4 separate regions of the Sus scrofa genome follow, and all the other regions are linked to region 4. A link is a contact called in public HiChIP or PLAC-seq data. All regions are on one chromosome and are shown on one strand. The core of a region is the stretch at or near the end of the contact, and the rest is flanking DNA. Distances in the headings are between cores, read along the strand shown. Region 1 overlaps PARM1 (prostate androgen-regulated mucin-like protein 1). Region 2 has its middle 38 kb from the start of PARM1. Region 3 holds the start of PARM1 (prostate androgen-regulated mucin-like protein 1). Region 4 has its middle 29 kb from the start of RCHY1.

Evidence for each region. HiChIP or PLAC-seq counts read pairs in DNA pulled down with a chosen protein or histone mark.
Region 1: a contact with region 4 is called in an H3K27ac HiChIP or PLAC-seq map of alveolar macrophages. The contact joins two enhancer-like sites.
Region 2: a contact with region 4 is called in an H3K27ac HiChIP or PLAC-seq map of alveolar macrophages. The contact joins two enhancer-like sites. A contact is called at or near these places in 2 of 47 Hi-C or Micro-C datasets (embryonic fibroblasts and heart right ventricle) and 2 of 2 datasets of contacts at active chromatin or transcription factors (alveolar macrophages and skeletal muscle).
Region 3: an H3K27ac HiChIP or PLAC-seq map of alveolar macrophages shows a contact between it and region 4. The contact joins the promoter of PARM1 here to the enhancer-like site in region 4. A contact is called at or near these places in 2 of 5 promoter capture datasets (fetal skeletal muscle and liver), 7 of 47 Hi-C or Micro-C datasets (brain, embryonic fibroblasts, fetal skeletal muscle and 2 more) and 2 of 2 datasets of contacts at active chromatin or transcription factors (alveolar macrophages and skeletal muscle).

Annotation. Positions count from the first base shown.
Region 1 is chr8:70,806,619-70,812,488 of Sscrofa11.1, reverse strand. The region is part of intron 1 of PARM1 (prostate androgen-regulated mucin-like protein 1); the gene reads right to left. Among named protein-coding and RNA genes, the nearest start is that of PARM1, 21 kb to the right of the region's middle. Within about 2 kb of position 3,403, at least 1 of the 83 cell types and tissues checked has an H3K27ac peak or open chromatin away from gene starts, as enhancers often do. A contact at or near this core is called in alveolar macrophages, where this site is marked.
Region 2 is chr8:70,747,501-70,753,724 of Sscrofa11.1, reverse strand. No RefSeq gene overlaps it. Among named protein-coding and RNA genes, the nearest start is that of PARM1, 38 kb to the left of the region's middle. Within about 2 kb of position 4,319, at least 8 of the 83 cell types and tissues checked have an H3K27ac peak or open chromatin away from gene starts, as enhancers often do. A contact at or near this core is called in alveolar macrophages, where this site is marked.
Region 3 is chr8:70,785,307-70,791,077 of Sscrofa11.1, reverse strand. PARM1 (prostate androgen-regulated mucin-like protein 1) reads right to left here and starts at 2,944. Exons shown (of 5, transcript NM_001243716.1): 1 at 2,631-2,944. The coding sequence starts at 2,673.
Region 4 is chr8:71,149,283-71,155,555 of Sscrofa11.1, reverse strand. It overlaps a transcript of RCHY1 not described here. Among named protein-coding and RNA genes, the nearest start is that of RCHY1, 29 kb to the left of the region's middle. Within about 2 kb of position 3,940, at least 19 of the 83 cell types and tissues checked have an H3K27ac peak or open chromatin away from gene starts, as enhancers often do. A contact at or near this core is called in alveolar macrophages, where this site is marked.

The sequences.
Region 1 (5,870 bases), core at 2,154-4,653, 340 kb after region 4:
ACTAATATCAACGTTTTCCCTTCTTACACAGCAAATTCAGCTCATGTGGCCTCTACTTGCCCAGGAATACCCCTAACTCCAACTTGTCTATACCCCAGACCCCTCCAACTCCCATCTTCTGCAACTTCACACCCATCATCTTGTGCAAGGCCCTTGCAAAGACCCGTCTACACAGAGAGCACCTGGAGACAGTACATAAGAAATAATTTTCTCAACGAGAAATATCTTTTTTTTTTTTAACACAAAAGAACGTTTTTAAAGAACTCTTCTACCCACAATCTATCAGATGAGACTGGAACATGATGTCCACCCATGCAAGATGAACTGGAGAGGTGAGCAAATTGTCTTGGCCTTGGCGTCTGGGGACAGGATGCGTGACCAGGAGCTTATTTTGCCTAAATGTACAGCATTGGCTTCCTTCACAGTCACATTTACAAGGCAATCGCACATTCACTCATTACTTTCCTTCTGCTGTTTGTCACTCACTTCCTGGCTATGTCCGAATTACTCTTCAGGCAAGATGACCCCTAAACCTACCAGAGAAGTAGAAACTAACATAGAAATCTCAAGGGGACAGGCCATTCATTCACCCACTCAACAAACAATTATATTTTGTGTGCAGTTGCTAAATCAGCCAGTCCCTACCCATAATGCAGCTTTTCTTTCATTGATTTATGGTTTAATTCAACAGATATTTTCTTAGCTCCTACATCATGTCTGGGACTGGACTAGAGCTTAGGAGTGGTAGGAAATAAAATGGAATAGAATCTATGGTCTAAAGAGATTGATATTAAACAAATAATCATAAAAATTAAGTATCAGGGAGGGAGTGGGATGGCTGGGAGTTTGGGGTTAGTAGATGCAACCATTACATTTAGAATGGATAAGCAATGAGATCTTGTTGCATAGCACAGGGAACTATATCCAGTCTCTTGGGACAGACCATAAAAGGAGAGAATATGAGATAAAGAATGTATCTATATGTAGAACTGGGTCACTAGGCTGTACAGCAGAAATTGACTCAACACTGTAAATCAACTATACCCCAATAAAAATTCACTTAAAAAAAGTCCAAAGAAATGAAGTATCATTTCAAGCTCCAGTAAGAATCATAAAGGAAACATTAAGGAGAGATGTAATGAGACTTACTTTGTGTGTGTGTGTGTGTGTGTGTGTGTGTGTGTGTGTGTGTGTCAGTGTGATTTGCAGGGTTTAGAGAGAAGCTGATTTTTCTGAGAGTAGGGGTTAAGGAATGCTCATCTGAGGAGCAGCTTTTGCAGGAGAACTGAGAGATGAGTAAGTATGAGCTAAGCTGATTGAAAAGCACAGTTCAGACTAAAAGGTGAGCCTGAAGGAATATTCTAGGCACTGCAGACAGATGACAATGTGTCTGGAGCACAGAGACCTGTAGGATGTGCACAAGCAGGCAGGGGCCAGGTAAAGACCATGTTCAAGGTGTGACGGCAACTGCTCAGGAGGATGAATTAAGGACTTCCTTCACCTCGCAGAAGAGCGCAGCGAGAACTGAGAATAAATAAATGCTAGCTGGCCAGCTTTGCACCCTCTCCCCTGCTGCCCGAAGCCCCCAGGGCCCCAGGAAGGAGGAGATGGAGGCAGCAAACCCACAGGTCAGCTCCCTGACACCATGGACCATTCCTAACCCAGGTCTGCTACGGAGAAGGGCTGACGTTTCTCTCCGCAGAGGAAGGAAAGACCTGTGTTTGTAAATCAGGTACCACCACAGTCCCCCAGCAGATCTGCCCCTGAGTTCAAGGATAACTGACTATGCTGTTGTTGCCAAGACTCAATAGTTGATTGAATAGTTGTCTGCACCTATTCATCCGCCCTTAACCAAAACTCTACTAAGTCAGTGGTTCAGTCTCCTCGCTATTCCAAGGGCAAAGAATTTGGGCTCATGTTTTGTAAATAGTACATGAAGGTCCATATTTTGGTTGACATTTTGGTTCAATCCCCAGGGAAAGTAGCCAAAAATAGTGAAAGTATAACAACAACAACAAAGTACTAGTTATGAAAACAGTGGTCTGGGAATTTTGTATTAAATGAGCTGCAATATTAATATTTCCCATTAACATTTGGCAAAACCAGGAACTCAAATATCTCTCAGTGATGTGGAGAACACCCTGTGGTTGCCAAGGGGGTGGATGGGGGGAGTGGGGTGGACTGGGAGTTTGGGGTTGGTAGATGCAAACTATGACATTTAGAATGGATAAGCCATGAAGTCCTGCGGTATAGCACAGGGAGCTATATCCAATATCTTGATGGAAAATAATATTTAAAAAAGAATGTACACATATGTATGGCTGAGTCACTTTGCTGTACAGTAGGAACTGGAACAACATTGTCAATCAACTATACTCGAATTAAAAACGTTTAAAAAGGTCATGTAAATGGAAAACCATATCTGTCAGTGAATTATGGATTACTGAGGATCTACTGGGTGTAGCATGCATAGCAGGAAAAAAAAAAGGAGCAGAAATGTACATGATGGGGAAAAGAGAGGTGACTGTTGGAGCTCTCAGATCCCATGATGCATGGGAAATAGGAACTTTCTAAAGTGGAAGCGCTAATCCAACCAAACTTCAGGATAATAAGAGCCCAGGCCAGGAAGCCAGAGGACCCACTGGATTCTAGTGGTAAGTCTGTCATTAACGATCTGTGTGACCCTGGGAAAGCTGGTTTCCCTCTCTGAGCCTCTATTTCCACATCTGCAAGATGGTGATGGTGAGGGAGAAGGAGAAGGATGTTTGTATCAGTCGCTAAGATCTTTTGCACGTGAAACATTTTATGATTCCATGCCTCTAGACCTCGACTGTCTAATACAGTAGCCATTAGGCATGCGTGGCTACTTAAATTTGTTAAAATGAAGTCACATGAGAAGTGCCATTTCTTGGTTATACTGTCACATTTCCAATGCTCAAGAGCCAGAGGCAGCTGATGGCTAATGAACAGGCTCGTGGAGAAAGAGAACATGTCCTTTATCACAGAAGGTTGTATTGGACAGCTCTGCTTTTCTTTGTAAAAGACACTTGAGAAGTCTCATATGAAGTTACTGATTTTCTTGTAAAATAAATTAACTACTGCTGGGATGAAGACAACTACTGAGAGCTGACATTTATTGAGCTCTGCCATTGCTGGAATTGCAGCAATTAGGTTCTTTTGAGTTAATCGTCACAGCAATCCTCTGAGATAGGTACTGTTATTTTCTGCATTTTAAAAATGAAGAAGAAAACAAGATTCAGAGTGACTCTATGCATTGTTCAGAGCCATGTCCTAAAAGTGGCAGAGCTAGGCCTTGAGCCCACTGACTGTTGTAATCCAGACTCAAGATGTTTCATCCTGGCCCCAAGCTTGGCCTCTGGTCTTGGTGTCATATGGCCAAGCCTCATGTATTCCTCATGATCCCCCTGTGGCCACTGGTCCTTTGCACATGCTTTCTATAGCATGCCCTCTCACTCCTTCTTTGTTTGGCAACTTCTTAAAATAGAACTAAATATTACTTCTCTATTTGGCAAAATAGTTACCCTATCAGCTTTTAGTTTCCATTACGCTCCATTCAAGCCTCAAACATGGAGCCCACCAGGCTGCATTATAGTATCTGTTTGCCAGTCTGGTCACCCACCAGACTGTTAGTGCCTTCAAGACGAAGGGTGTGCCCAGTACCCCCAGTCTAAAAAGGGTGCTGAGTCAATATTTGCTAAATGAAATGTCACAATGTCTTTCTTTTTTTTCTGGTCTTTTTGCCTTTTCTTGAGCCGCTCCCATGGCATATGGAGGTTCCCAGGCTAGAGGTCTAATTGGAGCCGAAGCCACCAGCCTACGCCAGAGCCACAGCAATGAGGGATCTGAGCTGCGTCAGCGACCCACACCACAGCTCACGGCAACGCCAGATCCTTAACCCGCTGAGCAAGGCCAGAAATAGAACCCACAACCTCATGGTTCCTAGTCGGATTCGTTAACCACTGTGCCACGACGGGAACTCCCCCGCAATGTCTTTTTAAGATTGTGTTGCCACCTTTTCCAACCTCTCCAGCCTATCTAGATGATTTCCATTTGTGGTGGAACTTGCAGCTTAGATGCATTCATTATTTGCAGGCAGAGGGCTCCAGGGCCCTCAGGCAGGAAGCAAAGTTAAATACATACACTCAGGCATACGTCCATAATCATTTTGCAGACAAGTAATTCTTCCCAAGTCCCTTGGCAAGCAGACTGTCATTTGCAAGGCAGGAACTATGGACACTTGCTACCAAATCTGGTGCAGTTCTGTCCAGGCCTGGGCAGAGCACCGGGCTACTCGTCCATGGTGTCAGGGGCCATTCAGAAACACCGCAGGCCAACAGGCTTCAGCTGGGCTGCTATCTTGCTTCAAGCCCCTTCCCTCAACAGTACTGCAGCAGCTCTATAAAGCGATGTTAAAATTTATTCCCAAGGGTCTTGGTGCAGAGTTAAAAAGATACCTGGTCACCCCACACATTCTCCCAGGGAGCAGAACAGCCCACCCTTCTCCCTACCTTGTGGCTGTTCACCCCAGACAGAAAATGGAAGGAAAAAGGTTATTCTTGCCCTCCCTGTCCTCTAAAATCATCCAGGCACCTCTATTTAGAGTCATCTTTTTGACTTCTGCATTTTAAAAAGAGCTCAGGTAGGTCAAAACCTAAAATTAAAAATGAACAAACAACCCCCCCACCCCGAAGAACAAAAAATCCTAATCAATGGACCAAACAACAAAGTCAGATGTATTATCAGAATAAAGTGTAGGGAGAGAAATATTATTTATTAAAGATATCCTGTGTATCAGGATTGTTCTAGGTAAATGAATCTCTTATCATCCAACACTCCTAAAAGGTAATTTTAATGATAATGTTTTACTGATGGAGACAGGGAAGCCCAGAAAAGAAGTGATGAAAAATTGAAAGAGCATGGGTTGAATGACAGAAACATCTGGGTTCAAATTTGGGATCCACGAGTTCTGTGGCTTTGGAGGAATTGTCTGACCTCCTCAAGCCTCTGTTCGCTCATTCATTTAATTTTTAAGTTTTTTATTTTTGCTTTTTAGGGCCACACCTGCAGCATATGGAGGTTCCCAGGTTAGGGGTCGAAATCGAGCTGCAGCTGCACAGCCTACACCACAGCTACAAGAAGTAGAGACCAGTAGCACTAACCTTCCAGAGCTGCGGTAGAGTGGTTTAAGAAAATGCCTCTAATGTGCCTAAACACTGTGGCAGGCATCTTATTAGATTTCATGTTAGTTTCCCTTCCCCTCTGCTTGTGTGCTAGAGGGCAGAGTTGGAATTCAAAAGCAGGATCACAGGCCCCAAACCAAGTTCTTTGCAGATCCATAAGGAGAACTTTTCTGAGCTGCTTCTCCACCATTGTGGTGATAGAATCAAAATATGAAGCTGAGCCATTCTTACCTTGTACTCGCAAAACACTCTCTATTGTTTTATATATCCATGCCCAGATGTAAATCTTTTAGAAGTCAACATCAAAACAAAATAAAATCATGCCTCCCCCAGTGCATTAAAATGTGCCTTTAGCACAGCCTGATCACAAAAATATCTCTTCCAGCCGCTTTGTGTAATAGAACTACTTAGGAAAAAGATTTAATGTTGGCAAAAGATAATAGAATAATTACTGGGTTTCATTTGCTATGGAACTTGCAAAAAGCCAGGAAGACAGAGAGAGAAGTAATAGCCTCTCTGGTCCTAAATCTCTCTTGTACTCCCCTAGCTTTGAAGTAGACTAGATATACTTCTGGAAAGAAAAAAAAAAAAAAAATGAAAGCCCACCAAAAAAAAAAAATGTTTCTGTAGAAAGGTGTAGTCTACATTTCAAACTGGATAGGAGTTCAG
Region 2 (6,224 bases), core at 3,070-5,569, 400 kb after region 4:
GTATTATGAGGAATGGGGAGCCACTTTCTGTGTAAATAAGGAATTAGTTGGCTCAGATTTATACTTTAAACTCATCACTTAGGCATGAATGGATTGAATGGAGGTGATAAATATAGGAGGAGACCAGCTGAGGGCTGGGTTTACTGCTGCCTTGGCAAAGACTATGATCTAACCTAGAAAAAAGGACACATTTGAGAAGTACGAAGGAGAAAGATCACAGATCGGTCCTTTATTGCTTCATAGCAATCATCTCCCAAATTTAGTGACTTAAAACAGCACACATTTATTGTCTCATAGGTTTTGTGGGTTGGAAATTCCTGAGCAGCTTAGTTGGGTGGGTCTAATTTAGAGTCTCACGAGATTGCGGTTAGGATGTTGAATGGGGGAGTTCCCGTGGTGGCTCAGTAGGTTAAGAACCAGACATAGGGACTGTGACGTCGGATGTGGGTTTGCTCCCTGGCCTCACTCAGTGGGTTAAGGATCTGGCATTGCAACAACCTGAGGCGTAGGTCACAGATGTAGCTTGGATCTGGTGTTGCCTTGGCTGTGGTGTAGACTACAGTTGCAAGCTCCTCTTTGACCCTGAGTCTGAGAACTTCCATCTGCCACAGATGAGGCCATAAAAAGAAAAAAAAATATGTTGACTGAGGCTTTGGTCACCTGAAACTTGACTGGGGCTGGAAGACCCATTTTCAAGATGACTCATGTGGTCTCTGTCAGGAGGCTTGAGATTGTCAGAGGCTTCGTTTCCACATCTCTTGGACCAGGGCATAGGGTCAGCTTAAGGGTTTTCAAAGCGTGGCCATTGACCTTCTCTAGATGCAGGCATTGAGGAGGTACCATTACTAAAGGGTTATGATGCCTTAATGACCTGGACACATCCGGTGACTCCCACTGTTTTTCATTCAGGAGAAATGAGACAGTCCCCGAGTCCCATCTACACTGGAAGATGTGGAATCGGGTTCCATCTTTTGAAAGGAGAATGTGAACATGTTTTATAATGATCACAGGCAGGATGCTGTTGCTTGGGATAGTACGGCGGCTGCAGGATAAAGTGGGGGAGGAGAAGATAAACTTATGGACTAGAGTTACTAGAACTTGGTCATAAAGAATGTTGTAAATGAGAGAGATGGGATGTGTATTTGGATGTATCTGGGTTTCTGGCTTGAGCAGAAGGTTAAATTCTGGTGCCATGAAGAGAAATGGTAACTAAAAAAGAAGAGCAGTGCAGTTCAATGGTGTGACAGTGGGTGCGAGGAAGGGGGAGGCTGGATTTTGCTGGGAACAGAATTGGTGGAACATCGGTGCAGGTGTCCAGCCAGCATTTGTTTATATCAGTCTGGCCTGGACATCTGCATTTGGGAAGCTAGTGCCATTCAAAGGGTAATGAGGTCTGAGGGCCGTTTCGTTCACCAGGGATTGCTCCGGGCGGAGGAAGAACCACAGGTAGAAGACGGCACCTAGGGAGACACCAGTGTCTAGGGGATAACCACGGGAGACACAAATAACCACTCTGGTGACAAGAGAGTGAAAAGAGAAAGTTTCAGCATGGAGACGGTGGTCCTCTTTTCAAAGTATTGAAATTTGGCAGCTGTGTAAAGAGGTGCTTTTTCCTGCACAGGCATCTCCCCAGAATTCTCATAGTCATGCTGTGGAGAAGGCTCGGTGTCCTTTCCTGGCTCTTAATCCTGATTCTACTTGACTTCAGCATTGTACTGCCTCCCTCTAAGAAAGCTTATCAATACCCTTTTTTTGGCAAAACTGTGTGAGTTCCCAATGCTTGTCCTCAGAGGCGACTCTCCTGCCCAAGGCTTTGGTCCTGCCTTCCGAGTTGAACAATCTGGTAACTTGTTATTCTTTAAGTCAAGGTAATGTTAGTACTCTCACAACACTTGTCTCTTTAAGATTTCATTAAAACTTTTCCTTTGGAGATGATCATTTATATCTGTAATATTATAAATGCTTCTATATGTCTATATGTTATAAGCTATGTATTATAACCCATAGCATTATTTATTTTCATTCTGTTGTACATAAATCAGAGTGGCTCTCTGAATAATATATATTATATATAATATATAATATTATATACACTTGTGTATGTGATATTTGCAATTCTTCATTGGTTCCTACCCTTTTAAAGGACTTGTAGAATCTTAGAGTTGGAGAGAACTTCAGGTATCAGCTTTCTTCTGGTTTAGGAATCTTTTAAAAAATATTCCTGACTAGATCATTTGGGTTGTTAAAGGCTTTCAGGAGCTCATTTCATTCAGGCAGCCTGTCCATTCTTGGTCAGACCTACGGTAATTTTTTTTTTTTTTTTTTAAAGGCTGCACCTGTGGCATACGAAGTTCCCAGGCTAGTGGTTGAATCGGAGCTATAGCTGCTGGCCACAGCCACAGCAACTCGGGATCTGAGCTGCATCTGCAACCTACACCACAGCTCATGGCAACTGCGACCTGCACCACAGCTCACCGCAAAGCTGGATCCCCAACCCACTGAGAGAGGCCAGGGATGGAATCCGCATCCTCATGGACACTAGTCAGGTTTCTGAACATCTGAGCCACAATGGGAACTCCCAGACCCATGGTCATTTTTGAACATGGCCTTGACTAGCCCAGAGTGTGCCTTCGTGGAATTAGAAACGGCACTGCCCTTGGGACTGTGCAAGGTTGGGCAGGCTGGAGGTACCCACGTGAGGAACTGTTCATCAGGAGGCTCCCCCGGGCTGTTCACATGGTGCGTGCAGAGTTGGCTGCCCTCTAGGCATCTTTGTGTGAAAATAAAGGTGAATTGAGTGAGACAGCGGCCTCGCCTCATCCTCTGAATTAACATCCACTTGTAGCACAGATTGCAGAGCTTGGGAGCTCTGGCTTTGTCCCCGCATCGATCTCCCTGTGACTTTCATGCGTTGCTTCCAGTTCTGTGAACTTGAGAGGATGAGGTAAATGCCAGTGCCTTTTTGATACAACAATCATTCGGTATTTGAAGAGAGAGAACTATCACACTGCTGCCGAAGGCTTCTCTTCAGGGAAACTCTCATTCTTTGGGGAAAGGACCTGCTTTTGAGACTCTGATTCGTTCTCTCCCCTGAAGATGGAGGCTGTTTTTTTTTATCTCCTCTCTGATCAGAGCAAAACCCTCCATGTGTGTTCTGGTTCATGAGGTAGACATTTCCTTTGCAGCACATTTACTGTATTGCTATGAATGAAGGCAAAGATAGATGCATTATTTATTTATTTATTTATTTATCTTTGCCCGCTGCATTACCCAATTGTCAGCTAAAACCTTCAGGCTCGAGGCGCTTCTCGTTATGTACAATTTAGTAGTTTCAATAACCAAAGAATTCAGGACTTTTTCTTTATCCCTGCTTTTTTTTTTTTTTTTTTTAACATCGTGTTTGCTTGTTATTCAACCGATGTTAGCATGCTTATCCTCAAATAGTGGGCCATCTACTCTTTGTGCATATTTTTCATGTTTTTATCATACAAGCACCAATATGAATAATCAATCCTTTTAATTTCCTTTGCATCATTTAGACTAAAGCCTCAGTTCGTTTTCATAGCGTTGGCACAGCGTGAGGCCACCTTGCGTTTTTTTCCTTTTTATGCATCTTTTGCTCCCAGAGCTGCGTTCATACATCAACTAGATTTTCCCGCCGCTTTTGGCTGGTGCCAGCAGTGGCATCACTGTGTCAGCTAGAGCGAAGCTTTCTGCGTGTACCAAGCATCTTACGAGCAGCTTTACATCTCTTGGGAAACTCCAAGTGCATTAGAGTGTGGCGCATGCTTTTCTCAGAGACAGGACAAGGAAGCCGGGAAGCAACCCTTGACACGGAGGGGCATTGCCTCGTGGCCACTCTACCTTGCTTGGTGACACTTCCTGTTTAGCTACTAAATAGAAGAGCTCAAACATATCAAATTAAAGTGTTTGATTTTACCCCAGGAGACATGGCTCCTTGTGACCTAGCGAAACAAGTTTATGGGTTGGCACGAACTGTTTCGCTGCTTCCAAGGAAACTAATACATTTGAAAAGATTCAGTGGTGAGGCCCATGTGTGAAGAGAGTTTTAGGGAAATGCAAAGCAAAGTGGATGAGAGGTCCTAAACCTGAGGTCCCTTGAAAGACATCAGATCCTCCATGGCTTGATCTAAGGGACGATGACCATCTTTTTTTTTTGTGTTTAGTTGGTAAAGCCCCATCTCCCTAGCAGGGTAGGCAAGCATTTAAGGCTAGAAGTGGAGTCCCCTCTCCCCTGGCTTAGTCTCCTTGGGTTTGCTCTGTTCTAGGCTGCCATCTGGTGGTCATGAAGGATCAACCAGTTACCCCGTCAGGGAAAAATTCCACCAAAGCAAAGGCATGGCCATTTTGTGGTTAGCTCTTGCCAGTAAATATGCCACAGGATTATTTATTTTCATTTTCTCGTGTGCATAAATCAGAGTGGCAGTCTGAACTTGACCACGCTTATCACAGTCTTTAAAAATACTTCAAGTATTTTGACCTAGTGCTACCATTTTCAAAAATATATTTCAAAGAAAGGCATGCAGACAGATTTATGTGTCAGCATGTTCCACCAAGTGTAATTTATAATGGCAATTTTGGAACTAATCCAAATGTTCAAAAATCAGGATTGTTAAAATTAGAGTGTTTCATTCCATGGTGCGCTCATACTTTAGAGTAACGTTTAAAGACATGGGAAAATGTTTATGATAGATTATGAAGTGAACAAAACCAATGAAAACTCCACGATCCTGGTTTTGCTTTTCTGAATATTTCCTCCTTTCAAAGTCATGAAAATGTAATACTTTTGGAAGCAGAAAGCCAAAAAAAAATCATAGCAAATATATAAATATGGTTACATGCACAGCAGTGTATCTGTACCAACTTTTTTCAAAGTAACAAGTCCTTTAAGATATCTCTCCTGAAACTTTGTTCAGTAAACATGTTCCTATAGAAAAATCGGTGCAAAAGGTCATGAACAATTGCCTCACTGTTCTGATGATCTTAAGTAATAATCCAGGAAGCTTGAGCCTGCAGCTGCCACTTGAAGTTTGCTAATGGGTCTCGTGGTGGAGACAAAAAGCATGTTATTTCTTGCATGACCCTTGACTCATTAACTTGTTCTAAGGCTTATATTTTGCTTCTAGGGGTTGTTGGTGGGGCTGTGGAAGAAGATGCTGTTTAAATCACTGTGCAGCGTGTGCCATCACCGGGGCTCAGTTTTATAATTGGACAGAGTCCATTTAAAGCTTTTTCGAGATGTAGCTTTGAGATTTTTCTCTGTACCCTGCACAGGTATAAATAGACTGCTTTGCTGGCTTCGCTGGGAGATTTGCCCAGAAAGAGAAGGTTAAAGGGATCTCACAGGTTTTCTTAAATAGGAGCATCTGCCCTTGGCTCTTGGGAGCAGCCACGGGGCGAGCCAAAGCCACCTAGGTGTCCCTTTCATGGGGTTTTACATTTCATAGCTGTTTGCTTAATAAACTCGGGCGCAATTTCCACATACATGGTTAACATGCTCTCAGGCACCAGGTGGCAGGTCCAAGAAGAGGAAGATCATTTTCAGAGCTCCCCGCTGGCTCAATAAACACTTTCCAGTTCTCCTAATGAGATGGTGAACCTCTTTTTATCATTTAGCCCTGGGCTCAACAAACCTCTCATGGATGTTACCGGAGCAGTTTATAATTTCCACTTTTATTAGTGTCAACACCATTGCTGTTAGATTGACAAACAGGAATTCAACTAATCCTTCAGCTTTACAGTTGGAAATAGATCCCCTTCTGTATCTTTTACTGCATGAATTCTGCTAAATTCCTGGCTGGGCATAGCCAGTGTTGCTACGTAGTCATTTTCAAAGAAATAGGAGTGAAATCTGAGTGTTGTACATTAACCTATGTGTGTTTTTAAAACAGGTGCCAAGATAAATTGACTTATTCCTCTGACTGCTGTCTCACTTGGCTGGAAATATGAGTGTGTGCAGTAGACTATGGTTAAGTGAATGTAAAACATTTTAAGTTATCGAGTAGTTCTTCCTCTCCCGTTGGTCACGTTTCAGGAAGGAATTCAATAACTACCCATTGGCTGCTTTTCTGTATTGGTGGTGTTTTCTTTTCTCTAAGTAAAACATTCTCAAAATAACATTCCCTGGGAGATAGGATTCAATGCACACATATTCACTTTATCCATAGCCCTTTGTATATAACACAAGTCATGTTCTAATGTCA
Region 3 (5,771 bases), core at 1,695-4,194, 360 kb after region 4:
AGTTTTATGGAACCTAGAAATTATTATACTAACTGAAGTTAGTCAGACAGTGAAAGACAAACATCACATGATGTCACTTATACGTGAAATCTAAAAAAAGGATACATATGAGATTATCTGCAGAACAGAAACAGACTTACAGACTTTGAAAACAAAGCTGTGGTTACCAAAGGAGACAGGTGGGAGGGAGGGATGGATTGGGGGTTTGGGTTTGGCATATGCACACTCTGGTATATGGAAAGACTGGCCAACCAGGACCTGCCATATAGCACAGAGAACTCTACCCAGTATTCTGTGATAATCTGTGTGGGAAAAGAATCTGAAAGAGGGTGGATGTGTGTACAGGTATAACTGAATCACTCTGTTATACAACAGGTATAACTGAATCACAACCTTAAAATCAACTCTACTTCAAGAAAACTTTGAAAAACTGAAAAAAAAAAAAAAAGAAAACTTCAAGCCTTTAATGCTGAAGAGGTAAAAAAAAAAAAAAAAAAAAAGCAAGTGCCTGGTGAAACTAACTGGAGCTTTGCCATGGGAATGCCAGGATGATCCACTGAAACACATATGCCACGTTCATTTCAGGAACCTTCTCCCATCTCTCCTTTATGGGCTTTTTCTAGAAATGTTGTAGTTTAGTCTCTAAAAACACTCCACTTTGGGATGGAAAGGACCTCGCAAGGTATTTATGCCTATTCTTTTATTATTTTCCCAAGAACTTAATGCACGCAGGTAGCTTTTATAACACACTAACTCCCAGGGAGATTGCTTCAGAGGCATAACCTCAGTGGAAAGCCTGAGGCTACATCACTCTGTTTGGGAGATGTACTCAGAGACATTGGGGGGGGGCGCCCCAGAGCTGGGAGGCTGTGATCTTTTGGCTCTGCCCTCACACATGTGCAGGGATGGGAGCGAGTTTGATCTGCGGTGGGCAGCTACCAGTCTCCTCACCCTGGCGGTGAACAGGAAGGGCAAGGTTCCTGCCGCAGGAAGAGCAGAGCTAAACTCTAAAACTGGCCTAAATAAATAAATAAATAAATAAAATTAAAAAATTTTTGAGCTCCTTGGTGGGGAGTGGGGGTGGGGAGGAAGCCTAATAGGGTTAATCCCAGCCAACTTCCAGAGTCGTTTAAAAAAAAATTAAAATGGAAAAGATAAGCCACTAAATAAAACAAGCCTACCTAGTGACTGTACCGGCTCACTGAAGGGTTTCTGAGCCTGAAGCCTCATGAAAGGATTTCTAGCGAGGAGAAAGGAAGGCGTCTTTCCTGCCCTTTCGTAGATGTCTCTCGGCGGGGCGGGCGATTGCGGGGCTCGGGAGAAGGCTGGCTGTCACACTTGCAGGGATGCACGCGCTCCCAGTCTGGCCCGACGCCGCGCGGCCAGAGCCGCCCGAGCCCTGCTCCTGAACCTTCTGCGGACGCGCCTCCAAATGGTACAGACGCCAAAGGGAAAAGGGAGCTTTCTCAGACGTTCAGCAAGTAGAGGAAAAAGACTCCCTGTAGCCTCAAGTTGGGCAACTTTTCCTCAAAACTGCATTAACCTTTGTCAGCTGCCAGGAAACCCCTAGCTTCTTGTGTCCACAATTGCAGGAACCAAGCAATTCAGGAGGAAAAACAGATATAGATATAGATACAGATACACGGACTACTAGCATGAATCAATGGTTTGTGGATGTGGCCTTGAAATATTCTTTTATCTAAACATAACAGTGTACCGCGCACGCAGGCTGATTTTTCTACCGGTGCCTGATCCACAGTCGGCCTGCATTTTCTGCAAAAATTGGGCACCCTAATCTCAGACTCAAAGCGCTCTTCTGACTCTCTCCTCGGCGCCCACCAGGCCGAGCTCGGTCCTCCCGCTCCTTTCTCCCCAGCTCCCGCCTAGAGGCCGCTGCCGTCCGTGGTCCAGAGACCCGCGCGGTGCGCGTGGGAAGCCATCCCCAAGGAGCCAAGTTAGCAGTTTCTGCCAGGGCACGCATTCGGGGGAGCTCCGGGCCACAGGGTAAAATTGCCACCCCGGCGGTGATAGCGAGCTTAAGCCGCCGGATCCAAGCAGCTGCCTTGGGATTGTTAGCGCCGCATCATCCCCAAGCGTTAACTAGGAAGGGACGCCAGAGGCCAGAGACCAGAGCCCACCAAGTCTGGGGAAAAGCAAACCAGCCCCGCAGGGCGCACGGCCCGAGCATTAGCTTTCCCAGATGCCACCCCTCCCTGATTCTTCTTCTCATCCCTCTCGGGTCCAACCGCGTCAAGAAGTCTGGTGCCCAACTTTGGGCGGGTGTGCTCAGAGACCCGAGAAGCCTCTAGTCGCAGTCAGTGTCGCCAACCCCGGGTTCAAAAGCGTCGCGCAGCCACCTGTTTCCCAAAGCCCGGAGTTCGTGTGAGAGCGAGCGGCGGCCGGAAGAACCCAGTCACCCCCTCAGTCCGGCTCGGCCCAGGAGCTCCCCAAATGCTCATCACCCCAAATCCAAGTGCGCACATATCTCTGCGCAACACCGGAGGCTCGCGCCACTCCGGCTACCGGCGCGACTTACTTCCCGGTCTCCCCGCTCGAGCCCCCGCCCCAGCGCTGGCCGTGCGGCCCGTGTCGCCCCGGCCCTTCCTGGCAGGACGGCGCCCCCAAAATACCTGCTGTGACGATGAAGAGAGCGAAGAGCGTCTTGCGGACCATGGTACCGTGGTGCTTAGTGCCAAACCCGGCGCGGGCGGCAGGAGAGTTTGCCAGGACTGACAGAGCGCACCGGGCGCGGGCGGCTCCTCCTCTGCCCGGTTGGCTACTGTGGGAGCCGGGCGGCCGGGGCGGCTCGGGCGGCGGGAGGGGAAGAGAGGCGAGCGCCGCGCGGCTCCGTCAGCTGCGTATCCTCCGGCGCCCGGCGCGCTTCTGCTCCATCCCAGCCGCGGGAGCCGGGGGCCGCCTCCGCCGCCCGACTGCCGCCGCCAAACCCCTCCCACCCAGGCCCCGCGGCGATGACAAGGCCACCCCTGGCCTTTCCTCTCCCGGCGGCGTTCAGGTCCCGGGAGTCCTGGCCCAGGGCGGCCTCTGCTGGACAGTCGGGGCGGGAGATCCGAGTTTTGAGCGGGTTCAGCGAATGTTTGGGGCCGCTAGGCCTGTGCTGGGAGCTAAGGGAACGCAGTGTAATGGGAGCGGATTTCTGCCCTCAAGAATTTATCTCACCTTTTCTTATGTGGGTGATAACCTTTAAACAGGTTATGCCACCTCCAAGAGCCAAGACCCCACTTCCTAAGAGAACGTATTACATTTCTTTCCAAGTATGAGAACCTTTTCCTTTTCCTTCATTTCTCCGGATGTTCCTGCGTATACATTAAACCTTCGCACACGTTCAACCCCACTGCATTTCCTGGTGCCTAAGTCAGGGTGTCTGTTATCATATTCAGCTTCTTTCTAGAAGAAACAGTATTAATGTCAGGTAACAGTGGTTCATGGGCCCATTCAGAGCCAGGCACCCCATTTCATGTTGTATCGTGATACCTTCCAACGACCCTGGGACATAAGAATTCTTATTCCATTTTGTAGATGAGAAAACTAATGCACAGAGAAGAGAAGTGATGTGCTCAGGATCACATGGCTAGTAAAGACTGAATCCCGTAATTGAAGAGTTTGTGCACCAGGGCATAATACCAAAGGCTGACATTTCCTGAGAATGTCTGCGTGCTGGACGACTGCGCTGTACAGGTATCAACCCAGTCATGGTCTCAGAACAGTCCTTTGATGTGGGCACTCTTATGTCTTCATTTCCAGGGGAGAAAATGAAAGCGTCTGGAGGTTTAAGTACTTGCCCAAGGTCACACAACCAGCTAATGGTACAGATAAAACACATGCCCGCGAACTCTGGGTCATCTCTGTACTATGCTCCTTTTTCAAAGTCCGAAGTCTCTGTGTGTTCACACAGATCAAAGCTGACCCTTCTCTTAATGCTTCCACCACCTTAGAGCTGCTTATTTCTATACCTCAGCCAGACCAGATGCCAGAGCAGCTCCCAATGTATGTATTAGGAGCCCGGTGGTCCCCTAGTCCCTGGAGATGGGATGCTGCAGGAATTAAGGGGCATCCCTAAAGAACTGGTTTGTTCAGGACCATCACTAGCTCTGGAGAAGAGTTTTCTTCTTCTGTGACTTCTTACCTCCTAGAGAGAGCCTCGGGTTTTCTTTTCTCACTCTTTGGGGCCTCCCGGCTTTGTCTGTGATGATATCAGTTCCTCTCACTGACCCCACCATTACCACTTGTCACACTTCCACAGCTGGATTAAACTGAGCTCATAGTGTTTCTTTTGTCTTGGTACATGTATTGATTCTCGGTGAAATGAGGAGTAGAAATATTACAACCAAATGCCCTCCCATCCAACCACCCCGGCCAAAGAAACTGCAAATGCAATTTATTAAACAAGTTCTCTTAATGCTTTTGACCTTCAAGTCCTTCTGGTTTCTTGTGTAATCAGTGTGATTATGAACAATTTCTGCATCTGTGCGGTGGCTGTCATGGGGGCAGGGACCACACACAGATGGAATTTTGTGGGCATATTCTATAAAGCCCTGGTCCTTTTAGAGAGGGCCATTTAAGTAAGTGACTGTGTGACAGAAATAAAGATTTTTCAAAAACACTTCACAGAAAAAACTAATTGAGATTCAACAACACTGTAATGGAATTCCTGAGTAGTGCAAAGGATGTGTGACTGGCTTTGATATCTAAGAGGATGGTCTGGTACCCAAAGGATGGTGATTCCCACACATGAATCAGTTAAAATATCTAAAGCTGTTCATTGTACCCAAATCAGGGTTGAAAATGATTTCTTGAAGCAAAACAATTCATTTTTATGAACAATTCAAACTTTTATTAATTTAATGAAAACATAGTTGATCACTTACTAGGTGCTTGCCATGGATTTGGTGGTAATAGTCAAGATCAGTAGGGTATGGTGCTGTAATGAACCACTGCAAAGTCTCAGTGCCTTAGCAAGAAAGGTTTATGCGTTGCTCATTGTCATCTTCTGTGGATCCAGGTTACTCCCCAGAGTAGATTTCCCCTCCATCAGTACTCAGTGTTGTAATATCAAAACCTGCTTCTCCACTCCCTGAGATGGGGAAAGAGAGAGGAGAGTTAAGTGCAGCGTTTAAGTCTTCCGCCTGGAAGTGGTGATTCTGTTCATATTTTATTGGTTAAAGCAGGTTGGTGGCCACACTTGACTTCAAGAAAGCCAGGAAGCACATTCTTCATGGTTGTGATGTATGCCGCAGTGGTTAATTGTCTTTGCCATCAGGAAGCTTTACATTCTTGTAATGAAGGGTCAAACACTGAAGGATCACAAAAATATAGGCTATCATGTATTATGGAAGAGTGGTGGGGAAGGGGAGAAATGGGTTAACTGTTTCGTAGTTGTTTGCTGCAATCAGTTGAATAGAAAAGTGTTCAAACTATACGCAATACTCCATTCTGTTAACTACTTTAAATAATAACACCCACTAGCATTTACTGGGCTTTGGCTCCATGTTAGGAATTGTTTCCAGTGTTTTGCGTAACTCTTCAAACTTTACACTCTGTAAGGTTATCCTAATTTTGCAAATAAAGGGCCTGAGAGATACTTAACAAGAGTGTAAGTATGAAAGAAATCAAAAGATGTTAAGATATGAATGCAGGGGAACTTGCACTCCTCGGTGGGGTCAGGGATGAAATTTGCATGTAACCTCTTAGTCAACCCTTAGAGCAAATGCCATTTTCTTCATAGATTTCTCAGGTCTTTCATAATGCTCTAC
Region 4 (6,273 bases), core at 2,691-5,190:
ATTGTAATGTATACATGTAAGAATAACTTGATCCCCTTGCTGTACAGTGGGGAAAAAAAAAAGAATCTGGATAATATCAATACCAGTACTGTCATAAATAATTTAAAAGAATTATAATTTAGAAAGTAAAAATAAAATTAATATGTTTTATTTCATCTGGAAGCTTGATCAGATTTAAGTTGAATTTTTGCCAAGACTACTTATAGGTTATGTTGTGTTTTTCCATTAGGAGACATATAATGGTTGGCAGCCAATGATGATTATTATCTTAGATTCAGTACTTTATTAAGGGTTGAAGATTATTATTGTTATTATTATTATTATTTGTGTGTGTGTGGCACCTGCAGCATGCAGAAGTTCCCAGGCCAGAAATCAGACCTGAGCCACAGCAGTGACTATGCAGGCAGGATCCTTAATTGCTAGACCACCAGGGAACTCCTATTATTCATTCTTTATCTGTTAGCCTGAATGTTGCCATAAGGAGAAACTCCCCTCATCAGCTTGGTCATGTAAATGACAATTGTGGCTGGATGTTTTCATTTTGTAAACCATTGCTTTAAAATCTTGTAATAATCAGTAAAAATGCCTCCTTTTTTTAATGGCGAGAGTTCTATGCAGATTATAGTTATTCTTAAATTTCTTAAAAGTTATTTTTGTTTTTTATCATAAGAGTAAACACACATTCATGATAGAAAATATGGAACAGTAGAAAGAAGGGAGGAAAACAGTGGCCTTGAATTTTATCACCCACAGACAACCCTGTGAACGTTTCGGTTTATTTCCACACTATCTCTTGTCTAGGCGTTAAAAGGACCCTGTTTGTGGTTGTAGTGTCTTGCATATATATATCTTGCTCTTGTTCCTGTAATAGAGCAAGCATGCTTATAGTAATACAGTCTCTGTAAACATTATTTAAATGTCTTTCACAGTATTTCAGTTTATAGATGTCAAGCATTTTGAGTGTTGCTGATATCTTTTCACTTGTAAATGTGCTATGATGAAGAGTGTTGTATTTCAGAGGCCATCCCTAGGAAATGCAGTTTATTTCAAAAAGCTATGAAAGGCTTGTGTGCAATGTAGCAAAACAAAATCAAATAAGAACTCCATAATCTGAGAACTATTCATTCAGTCACCAAATATTTGTTGAATTTCTGCCATGTCTCTATTCTAAGCACTGGGGATACAGTGGTAAGGAAATAGACATGGTCTTTTCTCTCATGGGACTAGTAAATGGGCTGTCTGTATTCATGGTTCTGTACCCCTGAATCCCACAAACCATGGATCTAAAGTATTTTGAAAAAAAATTCCGGAGAGTTCCTCCAAAAAGCAAAGTTGAATTTGCTACATGCTGGCAATTATTTACACAGCATTTACATTGCATTTGGTTATTACAAATAATCTAAAGATGATTAAAAGTATATGAGAGGATGTGCATAGGTTATTTGCAAATACTGTACCATCTTCAGCCATGGATTTTGGTATCCTTGGGGTGTCATGGAACCAGTCCCTGTGGATACTAAGGGGCAGCTATTTCAGAGTGTGTATGGAAAGACAGACAATGAACAAGTAAATATTATTTTAGACAGTGATAAATACTATGAAAGAAATAAAACATGGAGGGGCAAGAGTAGAAAGAGTAGCTCCTTATTGGCTAGAGACTAAGTTTGGAATTCTTGGAGCTATTGGGGAACAGGGATGAAGGAAGCAAAAAATAGGGCATCAAAATGTATGAATGTTCTATTGGTAGAAGAGAGAACAGACATTTCAGAATTAAACGAGGTATTCCAGAAAGAATCCTAGGAGTTTCCTGGTGGCTCAACAGGTTAAGGATTTGTTGTTGTCACTGGCTCTGGTTACAGCTGTGGCGTGGGTTCCATCCCTGGCCTGGGAACTTCAGCATGCCACATTAAGCTAGGGGGAAGAAGCCAGTCATGAAGAACCACATGTAGTATGATTCTATGAAATGTCCAAAATAGACAAATCCATTGAAACAGAAAGTAGAGCCACAGGTCGAGGGAAGTGAGGGATGGGCTGTGACTCTTACTTATTACAGAACTTCTTTTAGGAAGTGATAAAAATGTTCTAAAATTGATGGTGGTAATAACTGTGCAACTTTGTGAATATACTAAAAACTGCTGAGTTGTATACTTAAGATGGGTACATTTTATGTTATGTGAGTTGATATCTCAATAAAGCTGTTATTAAAAAGGACCTGCCAACACCACACTCAAAAATGTTTCTAGGGAGTTCCCTCTGTGGCTCAGTGGTAACCAACCTGACTAGTATCCATGCGGACATGGGTTTGATCCCTGGCCTCGCTCAGTGGGTTAAGGATCTGGCATTGCCGTGAGTTGTGGTGCAGGTTGCAGATGCGGCTCAGATCCCGCATTGCTGTGGCTGTGGTGTATGTCAGGAGCTATATCTCCCACTGGACCCCTAGCCTGGGAACCTCTATGTCCCACAGGTGCAGCCCTAAAAAGACAAAACAGACAAACAAAAAACACCACTAAAACCAAACAGAATGTTTCCAGATGAAATGACATGATGCCTGGGATTTCCTTCACAATAATCCATTATTGGGAACTAAGGTTCTAGATGAAACAAGACTGGCTGTGATTTGATAATGGTTGAAGCTGAGGTAAAGGTATGAGGAGATTTGTTTTACTCTTTTCTCTACATTTTTTTTTTTTTTTTTTTTTTTTTCTGTCTTTTCCAGGGCTGCACCCGCGGCGTATGGAGGTTTTCAGGCTAGGGGTCTAATCGGAGCTGTTGCTGCTGGCCTACACCACAGCTACAGCAACTCCAGATTTGAGCCATGTCTGAGACCTACACCACAGCTCACAGCAATGTCGGATCCTTAACCCACTGAGCAAGGCCAGGGATTGAACCTGCAACCTCATGGTTCCTAGTCGGATTTGTTAACCACTGAGCCACGACGAGAACTCCTATTTTATCTACATTTTATATTTTACATAATAAACATTAACAGTGTATTTTTTATTTAAGTACCTTTGGTTCTAGGGTAGTTATTAGCAGGTCATAAACATGAGAATCAGAATGGCTTGATTAATAGCATGACTCTGGAGGAATTCTTCATATTTTAAATCCTAGCTTTGCTGTGTGACTCTGGGCAAGCCATGTCACTTCTTTATACCTCAGCTTCCTCATCTATAAAATGGAGGCATAAGAGTTCCCATTGTGGCTCAGCAGGTTAGGGACCCGACATAGTCTCAGTGAGGATGCAGGTTTGATATGTAACTTCACTCAATGGGTTAAGGATCCGGAGATGCTGCAAGCTGTGATGTAGGTTGCAGATGTGGCTTGGATCTGGTGTTGCTGAGGCTGTGGTATAAGGCTGGCAGCTTTAGCTCTGATTCATCCCCTAGCTTGGGAACTTCCATGTGCTGCATGTGTGGCCATACAAAGAAAAGGGGAAAAAAAAAAAATGGAGGCATAAATCACCTACCCGGGATGTTATAAGGATTAAATGAGTTAATATTCACAAAATAATTGGAACACTGATACTTAGTAAGCATTATGTGTATTTATTTTTTCATTAAAAGGAATAAAGGGATACTGGTTGCAACCCATTAAACTGACTTATGTCAAGGAATTCAGTTTTGGTAACATTACTGCCTTCATGGAGCTTGGCTGTTTCCTTCTCAAAACCTGCTTCATTTTATGTTTCTGGTAGCTTGTGCAGGGGGATGATGTTTGCACCGGCACCTCCATCATCTTGCTCCCCTGAGTGTGGGTGTCCTCTGTGAAATGAAATACCTTGTTTTGGGTATTTTCACTCACTCAAGTGAAACGCTTTTGATCGACCACACATAGTTGATCACAAACAGAATGAGTTCTTCCCTATTTTTAAAGAACTTTTATCTTTCCTCTCCTCTCGCTTTAAAATTGAGAATATGCTTTCGCTTTTGCTTTTGAAACATCCACACTTGCTACACATCTACAGAGAGACAAGAGCTGTTGACATGCCCAAAGGAAAGTGCCGATCAGATGCTAAAGCAGATGAGGCACTGATGGTCGGCCTGTCCTCCTCAGCTTGCTGTTCCCAGACACTTAGCATCATTTGTCAGATGCTCTGGGAATGCATTTCTATAGACTGCGTTGAAATCGGCAAGTTCCCTCGGGCTGCTGTTCAGTGCCACCTAACACTTGCAGCTGACCCTGGCAGCATTTTCCTGCCTGCAGTGGAGTGGGAGGAGATAGGAGATAACTGTGCTTCTCAGACGTCATTATGTTAAGTGTTTCCTGCTTTGATGCTTGAAAATGCTCTCTCTGCCCTGCAAGCACGTGATAACTCTAGTTAGAGGGCCAGGTACAGAGTTCCTTTTCTCTATATCGATGGGTACTTTTGGGGTCATTTGTTCTTGTCAGGAAAGATTTTCCCTGCCTTTTCCTCCGTGGCTGAAGCATGACTCTTGGTTCTAACTCTGACCTTGGGTTGGGTCCATGGATGACCTCTGTGGAGATACTCTTGACTTTGCAAAAGGAGGCATCAGTGTTTCCTTGCCACCCACTAACTCACTTCTCACCCACTTTAAAGTCCATGAAGGCTAGACATGCCTCTGTTCCTCTAATTTTTCAGTAAGCTTTGATTGATTTTCCAATACATGTGGAATACCTGCACTCAAGGCTTTGGGGTCTCCACAAAAATGAAGAAAAGAAGAAGTAGGAAAGGTGGTTTTTGTCTTTGGGGAAGACCAATTTTCTAGTTGGAGAACTAAAACGTACGTGTAAAATTCTCATGGCAAATGATCTAAGTGTTCAGTGTCCTAAAATACTTTTCTTTCTTGCTTGTAACATGTATGACATTCACCAGGCACGGTCATTTTCCATGTGCAATAGAAACTTCCCCTATCTTTCATTCTACTACTTCTATGTTTGAATCCTCCTGTGTAGGAAGCAAAGCTCTTTATTTTGATGCTTCTGTGTCCTTCACCCACCCTGACACACGCTCCACCTCCCTCATTTCCTTCCTTCCTTCTTCTGATTCTCCTTCCCTCCTTCCCTCTCTCTCTCCCCTCTCTTCCTTTCCTGGTATCTGGATTGAGGTAAAGATTTTATGTGAAGCATCGATATACTTAGGCTTACTCTTTTGGGTTTATTAGACCAGCACCACTTCACATCGACTCCCAGCTGCATCCCGGCAGGTGGTGAAGCAGGAGATGAGCCCGAAGACAAGAGCCAGGTCATATGATGTAGCACTTGTTTGGCAAAATAAGTTTGGATTTTATCCAGAAGGTAACAAGTGGTTATTTATTGAATATTTACTATAGGCAGGCACTGTTCTAGGCACTAAGGATATAGCAGTCAGATGGGGTCCTTACTTTTCAGGTGCTTATATTCCAGCGGAGAATAATGAACATAGGAATAGGGAGTGATACGCGTTATGAAGAAGGTAAATAGCGTATTGTTAAAGAGAGCGCCTAGCGTTGGGGATGGTTGTTCTAGTTAGAGTGGTCAGATCACGCCTTTCTGAGGTGATGACATTTGAGGTGAGGGCTGAAAATTAGAAAGGAGGAAAGCTATTCTAGGCATGAGGAACAGCAGATGCAAAGGATCTGAGATGAAAGCAAGTTTGGCACCTTTAGGGAGAGAGAAGAGGGCAGAGTGGTTGGACCACGGTGCTGGGTGATGAGCAGAGTGAGATGAATTCGAAGAGTTTAAAGGGTGGCCAGGAGTACTTTTGTGGGAGCCATGCCTCCCAGACTCTGCTTCTCCTCCTGGCTGTGGGTCTGCTGGTTGGTGGTAACTGTGGCAGAAGGTAAGGGGTTTGTTTTTATTCTACTATGGATCCACTAATTAATAAGTTGTGTGAAAAGAAAATTTTGGCTCTGCGATTATACATATCCATGGATTGGGATTATTTACGTTGGCTCCCGTCAGCCTGTGTGGTTAAGGAGAAAGAGGCTGAATTTTATCATCTGAAGACCTTGGTCCTAGTCTCCGCCCTAGCTCTGCGATTTTAGATGCCCCTAACCTCTCTGCCAGTATTAGGGGGGTTGTGAGGACCAAATGAGCTCTCATGCAAGAAAATCTCTTTGGGGAGTTCCTGTTGTGGCACAGTAGAAATGAATCCCACTAGTATCCATGAGGACGTGAATTCCATCACTGGTCCTGCTCAGGGCATTAAGGATCCAGCATTGCCATGAGCTGTGGTGCAGGTCACAGGTGTGGCTTGTATCCTGCATTGCTGTGGCTGTGGTGTAGGCCTGCAACTCCGATTTGACCCCTAGCCTGGAAACTTCTATATGCCAC